Regions from separate parts of the Mus musculus genome. Here region 2 is linked to region 1. A link is a contact called in public Hi-C data. All regions are on one chromosome and are shown on one strand. Each heading gives the region's core, a stretch centred on a gene start, on an enhancer-like site or on the middle of the called end of the contact. The rest is flanking DNA. Distances are from core to core; before and after follow the strand shown.

Region 1 (2,700 bases), core at 172-2,671:
TCAATGGTCAACTTATTCTTCCTGCACTGGCCATTTTCTCTACTTCAGAGGACATAACACAGATGGCAGAGTTAAAGAGACCACTGACACACTTGCAAGGCAGGAAAAGACTTTGTAGCCTCTGGCTACTCATTTCTGTCTCCAAAATTCAGCAGACAAGTGTCCCCATCCTCACAAAGACTCTCTCCCCTCCACACCTCATCCTTAAAGCTGTCCCTGTCCTAGCTAGGGCAGCGTTAGAGGAGGTTGTACAAGAGTGGCTGTCCTAGAACTACCACTATGTCAGCCCAGTTCCCATCAAGAAAAAGCTAATGCTCACTCAATGTGTTCTTTCAAAACAAGACAACAACTGTATCAAGCAGAACCAGCCCATCTTGACTCACTCCAGTCCAGTGCATGGCAGGTTCAAGAACCCTGGTCTCAAACAGAGGTTAGAGGCCCACGTCTCTACCCAGCACTCAGGAACCAGACAGGTGAATCTCCGTGAGCTCGAGGCCAGCCAGCCTGGTTTACAGAGAGAGTTTGAGGACAGTCAAGGCTACATAGTTGAGACCCTATCTCAAAAAACAAGCCCCCACCCCCTGCCACTGTCATCCCGAACTCTGCTGTTCCTTCAGCTTGGGGTCGCCTTTGCTGACCTCCAGCTCACCAACAACCTCCTGTACTTGTCACTCCTGCCCAAGAGATGCACAAAACAGGGACAGAACGAAACAGACTCTCATATCAGGAGTCGGTCGTTCAGGGAGCCCCAGTCTGAGGTCCCAAAAGCCTGTGCTCCCTTCCCCATAGCAGGGGACAGTCCGGGAGATCAGGAAGAGGGAGTGGTCTAAAGAGAAGCCGGCGCCGGGAAGCCCACGGCCAAGAACTGTAAGAGCTGGTGGGGGAGCTGTCAAGAGAACCCCGGGTGGAACCTCTGGGAAGGGGGCGCGTGCGCCAAGGGGCGCGGATCTGCGGGGACCAGCGCGGCAAGTGCGGCCTGAGGACCGCGGCGGAAACTCGGGTGAGAGGCGCGCGGAGAACAGGGTGCCCGGGAGGGGGCTCGCGCGCCGCCGCACGGCCTGGAGGGTGGAGACCGGAGCCGGCGCCCGCGGGAGGCAGGGCGGAGCGAAGCCCAGCGCGGGGCCAGGGTGGCCGGCGCCCCTGGGCAGCGAGAGCCCCGCAGAACTTGAAGGGGCGGAGCGCGCGTCCGAGGAGAGCGTCCCGTGCGGTGACAGCGCGCGTCTCATCCCCCACCCGACCCGCTCACCTGGGCTCTCCGCTCGCAGCCGCCCGCAGGCAGCCCGGGCCCTCCACCTCCCAGTCCGGCCGCCCGCCGCCGCGCTCCTCCAGCGCCTCCTTTTGTTTGTCCCTCACTGCACCACTCTGCCTCCCCCGCCCCGGAAGTGACGTCACGGCCGGACGCACCCGCGGCATCCCGGCCGTCGCCATGTCTGTTAAGGGGAAAGCTTGAGGCGGCTTCACCCTACTCCCGTCCACGTGCCTGCGCCAAGCCACTTCGGGGCGGAAGTAACGGGACAGAACTAAGCCCCCTTAAAGGGACAGGGATCCCTGCAACTTAAGGGATGCGTTACTCTGGCCAGAGCGGCCAAGTGACCCAAGCTGACGCAAGTATCCGCTCACCTCCTTTGTTCGGGTTCCGATCGCCATTGGGCCAGCGTCCTCATACCTTTAGTGCTGCTCGTTAGCTGACTCGCTGCCCAAACTCTTCAGGTGCCCGCAAATGTAACTGCCCTGCTGATGCTGACGCGCGCCTCGACACGTCCGGCTTGCGACGGTTGTCCCTGAAAAGCCGCATAATTCCGAGTTAACTGAATGGCTTCTCCGCCGCCGCTGCAATAAACACAGTTGAACTAAATTTAAAGGTTTCTTGGGCGATTAGTCGCGCCCCGGCGAGTTCACTGTCTCACACTAGGAGATCTTTGAAGTCGTTGGACTGGACTGGGTTAGGAACTTTTTGTAGAAGAGGGGAGAGAGGTAGTGCCGTGCTTGAGAAGGTATTGGAGTTTAGGAATCTGGTAGGTGTGTCCTGAGTCCAGTGGTCACTTTGAAACTAAGTATCTGCTTTATCCAGTATTTTGCTCCGACTTTTGTAAGCAAGGGCTTCTGGTGGGGATCTCTTTGTCCGGTTCCCCGGCTTCTGGCTGGAGATAGAGGATTGGCAGAGGGTGTGAGGGGAATTCTCTATCGGGAAACCTCCAGCCTAACGTTAGCAGCGAATTTTGAGCTGAGCTGAGGATAAAACCACATCTTCAGAACCAAGCCTCCAGACGCTAGCTGTGTGTGTGTGTTAATCTTCCCGGGTCCTCATAATTCCCAGGCTAACTGTAGTAATCCTTAGGTTGGGAAATTGTTCAGCTATTAAAACAAAGTGTTTCATGTACTCCAGTATGGGACGAGTTCCAGTAGCTTACGTGAAAGAAGAAAGGCAGGGAGCACAGCAATGAGTTTTTGTGGAGTTGGGTATCAGTGGTGTGTGCACCAGCTGACTAATATACACAGGCTGTACAGATGACCCTTCCCTCACTGAATGATCTCCGCCCCCTTTTACAGTGACAGGACCTCTGGAAGAGCAGTCAGTGCTCTTAGCTGCTGAGCCATCTCTCCAGCCCAGCCCCTTAACCTTAAATTTATATAAAGAGAAAGGGGGATATAAGTATATTTATCCACATACTAAGGTATATTTAGTTTCAAACTTTAAAA
Region 2 (2,700 bases), core at 59-2,558, 1.9 Mb before region 1:
CCAGGCGGCTGCAATGTTTCTGGCCCTTATTGACTTCTTTAGCCTCATTTCTTCCCTGTTTCCTTTTTACCCACAAGGCTTTTCCTCACCTCTGGACCTCTGATGGTGTGAATCCTTCCCATTTCCTGTTAACTCCCTTCGCATGGGTGTGTCCTACCCACCCCTCCGGACTCAGCTTGCTGGTGTTCCCCATGGGTACCTATCTCCAAATTACCACTGTCAGATTTTCTGATTTCCCTCCCTTGGTCCTCACTTAACTGCTTAGGAGACTGGAGATAGCAGTCTGGTGGTGTGCACTGGGGGAGGAGGAGATAGTGTTGTGATGTCCATGTTCATTGCTTATTATGGGTTAGGCATCATTCTGAACATGTTGATACAAACTCACTTGATCTTCACAAGAATCTAGAGACAGCTTCTGTTTATACCTTCATTCTAAAGAAGATATTGTATGAAAGGGTTACATGCCTTGCTTGAAATAGCTAAGAATGTATGTTCAGGGCCTGGCCTCAACCCAGGCAATCTGTCTCCAGGGCTTACACACACATTTGCCAGGCGCCTGCCTCTCTACAGACAATAAAAGGAAAGTCTGCAGAGTGAAGTGCTGCTACCCCGGGGGAGGGTACAAAAGGACCCTCTGGGGTAAAAGAGGGAAACATGATCTTTTTATTTCTGATTATCTGATCTAAAAAAAACAAAACCAAAAAAACCACTTCAGTAATATGCAGCATACAGACTGACCAGGGACCCTTATCTCAGCTGAGGGTCAATCCATGTAAATCCATATTAGTACAATTTCATATTGTTCTGACTTCCTCAAAGAACCAAGCGGGCATCTGTTGCAGTGCTCGCTAAGTGGATTAATGCCCTAAGCGTTTTTGTCCTATTTAAACTAACGCTCATAGAGTGGATGAATTTTCAAAGAATCACATTCTAGAGGGTGTGGTGATGCTCGCTTGTAATCTCAGAACTCAAGGGGAGGAGGCAAAAAGATCAGTTCAAGATCCTCGTACACACAAGGAGTTCAAAGCCAGCCTAGGCTTTACTAGACTCTGTCTCAGAAAACAAAACAAAACAAAAAAAAAAAAAAATATATATATATATATATATATATATATATATATATATATATATATTTCATGCAGTGTACTACAGACGGGTCATCAAACCCAGGAATAGCACAGCCTGCAACGCCTCAGCGTTCCCGCGCATGCGCAGATCCGTGTTATCGCGGGGTAGAGGGTGGGGCCTTATAGCCGCATCCCTTTCCTTTCCCCCTCTTGTTTTTTTTTGGGGGGGAGGGGCAGGGGTTTACTGTCTCGCATTGTGATTGGACGAGCTATGGTCGGGGGTAAGCGATTGGGTGAAGTTTCTGCCTCTCTCCCAGAAATTTGCTCCGATTGGCTGAGATTCCGCGACGCGCTGTGAGGTCATCCGTACTGCGACGTCCGGCAGATTGTGGGGCTGGCAGCGCCCGGTTGTTATTGGCTGCTGTGCGGTCCGGGTCGCCCGGGATCCGGCCGCAGCGGGTTTCCTCGAGTTTGGAACCCAGGCTTGGTAACTTAGTAAGCAGCTAGGAGCAGTCAGTCCCCTGCAGATACAGAACACCGGGCTGTCTGTCTTGTGTTTCAGAGACGGGGTTTCTCACTCAAGTCACGCTCTGTCTGGGCAGCGAGCTGCTGAAGTCATCCTCCTGTCTCCGCCTTTCCAGCTCTGCGGTTTTCCACCACGCATGGTGCTGGAGATTGAAATCACGTCCTCCTGCCTTCATGGCTAGCCGTTTTCCCACCGAACTCTTTCCTTAGCCACCACTAGTCAAAGGCCAGTTGCTGGGCGGCCTTATTAACCGGTCTCTGGTGGCAGGAGAGGAACTTCAGGGGAAGTGTAACCAGCCAAAGGCTTTGCAAAGTTGGTCTGAAGTTCTGAGGCCTGTAGAAAGCGAATCGTACCCAACCACATTTTGTTATTGATCTTGTTTGGTTTTTTGTTTTTCCAAGGCAAAATCCTCTCTATAGTCTTGTTTGTCCTGGTTCTGACTTAAAAAAAACACCAGGTATGAACATGAGGCACATGTATACGTGCAGACAAAATACTCATGCACATCAAATACATATCTAACAAAACCACAAAATAATAATAAAAGTGGAGAGCTATTAGGAAGGCATGTAAGGTCGCCTGTGGCCTCCAGGAGTTCATGCAGAAATGTTATAAATTAGCTGGGCGGTGGTGGCACACGCCTTTAATCCCAGCATTTGGGAGGCAGAGGGAGGATTTCTGAGTTCGAGGCCAGCCTGGTCAACAAAATGAGTTCCAGGACAGCCAGGGATACAGAGAAACCCTGTCTCAAAAACCAAACAAACAAACAAACAAAAAGTTATAAATTTGTCAAAGTGGACCAACTGTCCTCAGAGAAATGAGAATACTTGTACACAAAAGTTTATAACAGCTGTGACCAGAAAGATGTACCCACCCTCATTAGTCCCCAGCTCATGTGTGTTGTTACTGGACCTGCGTGGGGAATGGGCGGGTGTGACTAAGGATCCCAGCAAATACAGTGGAATCCTTGGGGCTGACAACAGTTGCAGAGGTGATTGATGGTTGTGCTCTTGGGACATGAGGAAGGGACCATGAGCTAAGGGACTAACGATAAACTCGACAGCATTTGGATCTCTTAAGAAGCAGACTGAAGGCTGGAAGATGGCT

Evidence for each region. A called contact is a pair of places that touch in the nucleus more often than the background predicts.
Region 2: a Hi-C map of B cells shows a contact between it and region 1, with 6 read pairs. The contact joins the enhancer-like site here to the promoter of 1700084E18Rik in region 1. A contact is called at or near these places in 3 of 39 promoter capture datasets (liver and pre-B cells), 1 of 484 Hi-C or Micro-C datasets (B cells) and 1 of 115 datasets of contacts at active chromatin or transcription factors (embryonic stem cells).

What each region holds. Positions count from the first base shown.
Region 1 is chr2:30,236,352-30,239,051 of GRCm38.p6, reverse strand. It overlaps 1700084E18Rik (RIKEN cDNA 1700084E18 gene), which reads left to right and starts at 1,421. Exons shown (of 1, transcript NR_028299.1): 1 at 1,421-1,855. It overlaps Lrrc8a (leucine rich repeat containing 8A VRAC subunit A), which reads right to left and starts at 1,283. Exons shown (of 4, transcript NM_177725.4): 1 at 1,247-1,283.
Region 2 is chr2:32,136,704-32,139,403 of GRCm38.p6, reverse strand. No RefSeq gene overlaps it. Among named protein-coding and RNA genes, the nearest start is that of Prrc2b, 13 kb to the left of the region's middle. Within about 2 kb of position 1,308, at least 337 of the 459 cell types and tissues checked have an H3K27ac peak or open chromatin away from gene starts, as enhancers often do. A contact at or near this core is called in B cells and embryonic stem cells, where this site is marked.